Linked DNA regions of Anser cygnoides: region 2 is linked to region 1. A link is a contact called in public Hi-C data. All regions are on one chromosome and are shown on one strand. Each heading gives the region's core, a stretch centred on a gene start, on an enhancer-like site or on the middle of the called end of the contact. The rest is flanking DNA. Distances are from core to core; before and after follow the strand shown. Region 1 overlaps LOC136786650 (a long non-coding RNA gene). Region 2 holds the start of MID1IP1 (MID1 interacting protein 1).

The links. A called contact is a pair of places that touch in the nucleus more often than the background predicts.
Region 2: a contact with region 1 is called in a Hi-C map of liver, with 2.0 times the contacts expected there. The contact joins the promoter of MID1IP1 here to the enhancer-like site in region 1. A contact is called at or near these places in 2 of 7 Hi-C or Micro-C datasets (granulosa cells and liver).

Annotation. Positions count from the first base shown.
Region 1 is chr1:120,674,932-120,679,208 of Taihu_goose_T2T_genome, forward strand. It overlaps LOC136786650 (a long non-coding RNA gene), which reads right to left. Exons shown (of 2, transcript XR_010825871.1): 2 at 3,901-4,277. Among named protein-coding and RNA genes, the nearest start is that of BCOR, 7.7 kb to the right of the region's middle. Within about 2 kb of position 2,165, at least 3 of the 3 cell types and tissues checked have open chromatin away from gene starts, as enhancers often do. A contact at or near this core is called in liver, where this site is marked.
Region 2 is chr1:121,102,857-121,107,133 of Taihu_goose_T2T_genome, forward strand. MID1IP1 (MID1 interacting protein 1) reads right to left here and starts at 2,230. Exons shown (of 2, transcript XM_048052841.2): 1 at 2,084-2,230; 2 at 738-1,922. The coding sequence starts at 1,824. The coding sequence ends at 1,327.

The sequences.
Region 1 (4,277 bases), core at 915-3,414:
GCCGGCCCCGGGGAAGTTCCCCAAGGGGGCACCCAAGGGGACGACCCCGGCCTCGCTCCCCCCGGGACCTGCCGTCGGGCCCTTGGGGACCCCGACCCCGCCACCCCCGGCCCGTTCCGGAGGAATGTGGCACGGGGACGGCCGCCTGGCCCCGCTGCCCCTAAACCTTCATTAATCGAGCCCCCCCCCCGGGGGCGCCCCGACGTGATCAGCCCGGGGCCCCGGCTGTGCCCCGGCGACCCCCGCAGGCTGCTCCGCCGGGGGCGAGGAGCCCGCGGAGCCCCGCATCCCTCCCCCTTCCCCGCTGCTAACAGGGCATCGCTCGCAAGCCGGTCGCGCCGCACGGAACAAACGCTCATTGATTTCCACGGCGAGCCGAGCCGGGCCGTGCCGAGCCCAGACGGGAGGGCTCGCCCCCGCGCGTCTCCGCGGTCACGCGTGGGGAGGATGCTCGGCTCCCCGGGGCGGGCGGCCGCGGCCGGGGGCAGCCCCCCGGAGCCCCCGTCCGTCGGAGGGGCGTCGGGGCGAGGCGGGGGCAGCCCGGGGGGGGGGGGGGCCGCGGTGTTTCCCTTCGCCGCGGCGCCGGGCCACCCTGGCGCAGCTGGCATTGTGTGACCTCCATCCCGGCGAGCACCACCAGGAAAGCGAGCGAGCCCGGTACCGCCGCTTCCCCGGTTGTCCACGGCAACCGACGGATCTGATTGAACCTCGTTGTACGCCGTGACACCCGCATAATGGATCATCCTGTCAGTGCTCCTTTATCACGGGCATTTATTTTGGTCACGGCTGCTGATAACTTTGGTGTTTATCCCTCGTGGCGTTACGGGCCCGGCTGCCGGCTCCTTTTTCCGCCTCCCCGAAGGCGGAGGGGAGCCGGGACGCCCCCCCCCTTCCCCCCTTCCCCCCCCCCGGGGCTGGGGACGGGTGGATGCCTCCTGTTTTGTGGGGTGCCCCCCGCTCCCCCCCACCCCGGCTCCGCGGGGCCGGGTTATCTGGGGTCATGCGGAGCTGCCGGCTGCTGTAACAGGCTCAGCCGGAGCCCCGGTGCTGCAGGGAGCCGGGGGAAGAAAGCACCGCTCGCAGTTCTCCATCCATCCATCCATCCAGACACTTCAAAAGTAAATAAAACAGGGCAGGGAAGGGCCTCCAGGGAGGGGAAGAGAAGAGGCCTCTGACAGGCGATTGTCTAGGGCGGAGCCGGGGCTATTTCCAGTCCAGGAATAACAACACTTGGGCTGCGGTGGCTCCGACCCGCGTGTCCAGGAAAGACCGGATCGGGGTGTTTGTTTTGGTTTTAATTATTATTTTGACGGCGGCCTGGCTCAGCGCAGGCGAACAATGACCCCGGGCGGGCCAGGAGGGGCACCGGGGGGGCGGGGGGGGCGCAGCGCCGCCCCAGCCGGAGGCGAAAGGGCCCGGCCGGGGGGGGGTGGATGCGGGGCCAGCTGGGGTGCCCCCCCGTCGGAGGTCGGAGCCAAGGGGAGAGGGGCCGAAGGGAGCCCCCCGGGGCCGGGGGCGACGGGCCGTGCCGTGCCGTGCCAGGCCGAGCCGTGCCGGGGCGGGGAGGAAGCCGGCCCGGGCCCCCCCCCCCCCCCACGTCGTGCTGGTGGGCGGGAGGGGGGTGAGGCCGCCGCGCTTATCTGGGTCACTGGGGTTAGGAGGAGCAGCTGATAGGAGCGGAGGAGCTGAGCTCCCGCTGCTGCAGAGATAGAGCCGCGATACGGGCCGGGCAGGCACCGAGCTGGAGGAAGGGAGGGAGGGAGGGAGGGAGGGAGGCAGGGAGGGAAGGAGGGAGGGAGGAGGAGGAGGCGGCGGCTCGTTCCGGCTCCCGAGCCGAGCCCAGGTGCGCTGTGGTTTCCCTGCGCTCAGCGCTGCTCGGCAGCCCCCCTCCCTCCCCTCGCCTCCCATCCCCCGTCCCCCTCCGACGTTTAACCCTTTCCCACCTCCGCGGGGCTGCAGGCTGAGGCGTGTGCCGGCCCGGCCGCGTCCCCTGCGCTTCCCCGCTCCCTCCGTGGCGGAGACCGAGCGCGGCAAGGGGAAAAAAAAAAAAAAAAAAGAAAATAAAAAAAAAAAAGGGGGAAGGGGGGGTGGAAGGCTGGCCTTGCGGTGCCGAGCACCGCCCTCGGGCAGCTCCCGGGCCCCGGCTTTGTACACACACACACACACGCACGCACACCCAGCTGCGCTGAGCCGAGCCAGCCCCGGGGCCAGCCCCCGCCTGCTGCTGCTGCGAGCGCGGCCGCTCTCGGTCGCAGCCCGCAGGCACCGGCGGCGTTTGCTGCTGCTGCTGCTGCTGCTGCAGCCGCCGCCTTCCTCCTCCTCCTCCTCCTCCCCTTTTCCTTCCTGCCCGGGCCGGGCTCTGCCCCGGAGCTCCCCCGGCTCGGCGGCGAGTCCCCGGGAGCGGCTGGGAAGGGGAAGGGCTCTCGGAGCGCCCCCATCGCGCGCCGAGCCCTTTAATCAATTTCACCCGATTAATTATTAATTTTACGCCAGTCAAGCTGGCCCCGGAGGAGCGGGGAGGGGGAAGGGAGGCTGACGGCAGGCGGAGGCGGCGGCGGGGCCGGCTGCCAGGCTCCCCGCTCGGCCCCGGCCGCGCAACTTCGGGCTCCGCCGGCTGGGGCTCGCCGAGAGCCGGGGGGGGGGGCGGCTGCGAGCCCCATTCCGGTGGCTGGCGCGGCCCCCCCGCCCGCTCTCGCTCTCCCCTTTCCGCTCCCTCCCTTCCCCTTCCCTCCCCGCCCGCCCCCCGTGTAGACACAGCCATACAAGGGCCCATCGCATCGGAGCGATGATGGATCGTGCCTGGCGGGGGTGATTTGGTGTTGATCGCATATTATCACGGGCAGGTTGGACTGGTTGCTGATGGACGGCTTTCTAGCAAGCCGCTCCTTCCGACGCTCGGGGAAGCAGCTCGATCGAAAAAGCAGCTTGCCTTTAACTCCTTCTCGCACCGGCACGCGGAGGGCAGAGCCCAGCATCTCTCCCAGCGGCACTTTTTTTCCTCCTCCTCCCGCTCCGTTTTCGCCTCGGCGGGGCCGGGGGCCGGCTCCCCGGAGCGCCCCTTCCTCGGCCCGGCCGCCCGCGGGGGTCGCACCGAGCTCGGGGGCCGGTGCCCGGCGCCCACCCGGGGCAGCCCCGACCCGGGGCAGGCTCCGCGCTCCCCGTCGCCGTCTCCCCCGCTTTATGTAAGCGCCCGCACATACAAAGGCGGTTTCGTAACGCCTCCCGTCTGCGAGAGCCGGGGACCTCGGCTAACCTTTGGAAAAACCGATGGCGGGTGCCTGCTACGGCAGCCCGCACGGGGCGATCGTCTTTCTTGGCCTTTTTTAATCTATTTTTTATTTATTTGTTTATTTATTTTTGTGCGCAGGGCTAGGGAAGAGACCGTGCTGCCTCCGTATGCCGCTCCTGCAGCTCGCTCGCTGCCGGTTTACTCCTTCCCGAAGCCCCAGCGCAGGTCCCTCGGCCCGGGGATTGTTTTCTGTTTGGAAACCGGAGAAGGGGGGAGGCTATCGGCAGGGAGGCAATAGCTCGCTCTCTCTGGAGAGCTGCTCTCCAACAGGCAGCGCCTTGAAATCTATTTAAAGAGAGGGAAAGGCGGAGTGGGGGGGGGCTGTGGGGGGGGAGAACAAAGGGGGAGGAGGAGGGGGCCGAACCAGAGCCAGCGAGAGAGGGAGAAAGCGATGGATCAGCCGGTTTGCAGGGTACATCAAGCTATCACATCTGTATATGCTCCGATCGATGAAAAGGATGGATAATATTTGTCAGCTGCAGACCTTTTTCTTCTCACTTCCCAGGGAAAGGACTGGGGAGGGAGGGGGGGGGGGAGGAAGAGAGGTAATGGGGAGCTTCAAGGCCAGAGGCACTTCCTGATGCAGCCAAATAGAAAAGAAAGGCTGGGGGTTACTATTGTTATTAATTATTTTTATTATTCTACAGCAGCCAAAGGGACAATCAGGGGACCGTGCAGCCCTCTCGCCTCGCTTCTTCCCTGCTCCCGCTCCTTTCTTCTCCCCCCACCTTTTTTTTTTTTGTTGTTGTTGAAACTCAGCTGCTTCCTTCCACTGCTCCGAAGATTTAACCCTTTGCCCGCAGAGGCTTGAGGTGGGCAAACACAAAAGCGAATCGCAAAAGCCTTGGACTTATAAAAAAAACATGTGCCCAGCGAGAAAGTCGGTAAAACGCACCGTTACAGACGCAGCGACGTGGTTTGGCTTTAGGGGAGAGGAAAAAAGGCGAGAGAGATGTAGCCTCTCTCTCCGCCGCCCCCCGGCTCTGCC
Region 2 (4,277 bases), core at 980-3,479, 430 kb after region 1:
AAATCTCAGTGTAAGGAGGTGCCTACACACATAGCATGTCCCTGCCTGAAGGCTTCGTACCTTATGGAAGATGTATTTATTAAATGGTTATACACACATTTTAATGTAATCAAGTACACTTTTAGTATTAGAACTTACTCGAGGTCAAGCCTAAACAGCAAACATGGTATAAAGACCCAATTCTGAGGCACTTTACTCCAGCAAATGGAATAGTAAAGAACACAGAAAATGAAATCGATACGATTTGCATAACGTAAAACCGATTAACTTCTAGTTACCAAAGAGTGCTGCGGAGGAGAGGAGGCGATGCAGGAGACGGGGGAGGCAAGCGTCCCAGACCTATTCGGAGGCAGAGAAAAGCGCTGCCCGCAGTACATTCAGATACCTCCTGAAAAACAAGAGTCATTCCTAGGCTCCGCTCCAGCCCCCATGAATCGCTGCCTGCAAGCAGCCATGACTCGATCTTCTCAGATTTTGTTAAAGAGGCGCTGACCTTCACGCTCCCTGCTCGTACAGAACCTCTGCACGACTTGGTTGGGAATAGCTGACCAGCATTCGGGACGCGTACGGTGTGCTCAGTTCACTCATTTGCCAGTTTTAGGTCTGCCGAGTTACCATCGCTACCTAATCACCCCCTTTGGAAAAAGAAAAAACAAAAACCAACCAGCAAATCTCTTACACACGCACAGATTTCTGCGTCTATTAAGGCAGTGCCAGAAATAAGAACAACAGATGAATTTCAGATGTTAAAAATACCATTTAATTAATGAAACATAAATCATACCAAAAAGTTAAGTCACTTTTAGTCAATACATTTGCATTTATTTTAGAATATACTCTACATCTGAGTAAAAAAGTTTTAAATAGGCTTCAGTACATGTACAACCGTGGAACCCTTCATCCTCCCAGTGAACTGGGGTGTTTGCGAGTCCACCAGGTCCCGTCCTGGGTAAGACGAGCAATTTTAAGCCGGTCTCGTTATTTTCATCGGCTTGTCTTTAGCCTCAGACCGGCCAGCTACGCAAACCGCTCATACACCACGTACAAACTCACCCTCCCTGCCCGGAGAGGCACAGCGCGCCCCACACCATACAAAAAAAAAAAAAAAATTAATAAACTAGTATCGATTAATTTACACCTCTCTCTCTCTGTTTGTGCGTTGGTAAAAACGACTGCAGTCCCGGGAACACGCGGGGAGACCCCACCCCCGTTATGAAAGTAGTGCAAAACAAGGGGGGGGGCCCTGCGGAGGGAACCCCGCTCCCTCCGCCGCCCCCCGTCCCGTCCCGTCCCGTCCCCCCCGTCCCCCGCCCCGCGCTCCCACCCTCACTGCCCCCAGCTGCCGAAGCCGATCTCCTGCTTGTATCGGTTGGTGAGCACGTTGGCCTTGCGGGTGAGCTTGGAGAGCACCGTGTGCAGGCCGCTGAGGTGGTAGTGGAACTGCTGCTCCAGGTCCTCCTCCGCCTCGCCCTCCTCGGCCGGCCCGCCGCCCAGCTTGTCCTTCTTGCGGGCGGCCTCGTCGGCGGCCGGCGGCTGCTGCACCACGCCCCACTCGATGTCGTTGCGGATGGACTTGAGCAGCACGTAGTGGCTGTACATGTCCCGCCGGGAGAAGTAGGCGCCGGGGCTGCCGGTCGGCAGCGCGGCCTCCCGCTCCGGGCAGACGGCGCCCGCCGCGTCCAGCTCCTCCAGCAGCAGCGGCACGTCGCGCAGCAGGCTGGGCACCATCACCGTCTGGTCCATGTTGTTGACGGCGCCGATGAAGCGGTTCATGGCGTTGAACAGGGAGTACTTCTGGCTGTACGAGTCGCAGATCTGCATCATGACGGCGGGGCCGACCTCCTCCTCTTCCTCCTCCTCCTCGCTAGGCGCACCGGCTGCCCTCCGCCGTGCCTCGGCTCCTGCTTTCCCGTGGGGAAGCCCTGCGGGGAGGCGGGGGTTAGGGCTCGTGCTGCACCGAGGCTTTTCCACGCTCCCACCCCGCAGCCGCCTCCATCCTCCCCCCTCCGCCCGAAAAGCCAGGAAAAAGCCCCCAAAATAACACAACAACAACAAAAGGCACCCACGGGCCGCTGGCACCCACCGTGTCCCGCAGCCGCTCCCCGCCGCCGTCAGCCCGCCGCCGCCCGTGTCCCCGCTCCCATCCCCGGCGCCCTATTTATAAGCGCCTATCTCCCGACGAGGTGTTCCCCAGTGCCACCCCCCCGCGCCGCCGGGCCAGATAAAGGCGGCGGGCGGCGGCCCGCGGCTCGGCGGCGGCTCCGCCTCTCGCCCCACGCCGGGGGAGGGAGGCAGGGAGGGAGGCGGGGAGGGAGGGAGCGAGGCCGCGGCCGCGGGGACGGCGCCGCCTCAGGCGCCCGCCCGCCTCCGCCAGGGGGCCGCCGCTGACTGACGGGGCCACGCGGGCCCCGCGTGCAGCCCGCCTTCCCGCCGCCCGCCCATTGGCTGCCGGCCGCGCGGCGGGCGTGACGCGGCGGCCGCGCGCGCACGGCCCCGCGTGCACGGCCGGCCCGGCCCCGCGCGCGCGCGCGGCCCCCCGCGGCGCGGAGCCGCCTGGCAGCGGCCGCCGGCCGGCATCACCCCACGGCCTCACCTCCGCGCCCAGCCAATCGGCGGCCCGGCTCCGCGGGACCCCCAGCCAATCGGAGAGCGGGCGGGGGGGGGGGCGGCCAATCAGAAAGAGCAGCCCCCCCGCCGCGTCCCTAGTAACAGGAGGCCTCGCGGGAGCGGCCGCCGCGGGTCACGTGGGGGGAGCGCGTTGCCGTGGCGACGGGGCAGCCGCGGGGAGGGGCGGGGCCGGCGGGCGGCGCGCGGGGGAGCGGCTAACGGCCGGCGGGCAGCCGTTAGGGGGGTGCTGCCTCAGGAGCCCCTCAGGCGCAGTGCTGGCACGGGTCGGCCGGCTGTCGTTTTTTTTTTTTTATTATTATTACTTTTTATTTTTATTTTTAACTTCCTTATGTCCCGATCAGCTTTGATGTGCGGCGTTAAATCTCTCTCATTTAATTAAAAGGCTTCTTAATGTGCCTTGCGAGTCCGTGTGCTTGTTGTTAAACCCGCCAATAACATTATAATGTGTGTCGCTGATAGGGTCCCATGGCTCTCTGACTGAGCGAGCCCAAGAAACGTGTATCTCTAACCCCAGAGTCACGCCGGGGCCCAAAGCTTTGTATGCAAGTAGCACTTCCCTAACGTATTTCTTTATCTGTGTCTGTTACTGAGCCGCTTCTGGTATCGGCAAGTCAAGTCCTCCATAAATCAGCCCTCCGTAAGTCATAATTAGAAGCGCTGAGGCAGGTGGGTGCTGGAGAAGCAGGGCTGGTGGTGGCCGGCGGCAGCGCCCGGCCGCTTTCCGGAAGGGCTGGCAGTTGTGGCAGCACCGTGCGCAGGGCCTGCCGATGCCAAAACTCGCTCTTCGGCAGCGACCGGGCAACAAACCACCTTTGTCTGCGGTGGTCCCAGCGTGTGTGCTGGCGCGGGGCCGGTGCTGTTGTTTAACACTTCTCTCTCACCCTTTCCCTTTCTGAGTCCAGTCGTACCAAGCTCTGAACCAAGGAAACCCGTCACCTCTCATCCAGAAGGAACGTATGTAATTTATCATTTTAATTGATGTCTCTCCATGAGTTTTGTATTATCAGCACTTGTAGCTTAACATGCTAATGAACGGGGTAAGTAGAAACCTAATACGTTAAAGGAATGCAGACCAATTTGTCTGAGTCCCGCTGAGATCTGAGGCATAACTTTTGCAAAGATTTACTCGCGTTCCCCCCGTCGTTCACGTGGCTGCCTCTTCCTCCTGTTTCTGCAGCTCCGCTGTGAAAGGAACGATCCTCCAACAGCAATGGGCACCTCCGGGAAGGAGCACGACGGCTCAGGAAGAGGACGTTTGGAGAAGGCAGTGGCGGTCGTAAATCCCCTCTCTTCCCAGCAAGCACACGGCTCCGAGCGAGGCTGTGGCATGGCAGGGAGCAGCAGCGTTCCCCCTGCGAGGTGCAGAGCCACGGCAGGCTGCAGACAGAGCCTTGCTGCGAACAGGATCGTGGCATGGTGGGAGGCAGCCCGGCGTGGGGCTGCCGGGAAGGCCCTCGGAGCCGCACGGCTCTGCAGCTTGCGCTCGGCGGCCTGCCAAGCCCCGGCTTCCTCAGCAGCATTCCTGGAAATCATCCCAAGTTCAGCTTCAGGCTGCTAGCCGGGGGCCTGGAGTCCCTCGCAAGCAGCGCTCAGCTACCACTAGCGGGTCAAAGCAGCCTGAAATCCCCCAGACAGGAGCTGGGAAATGC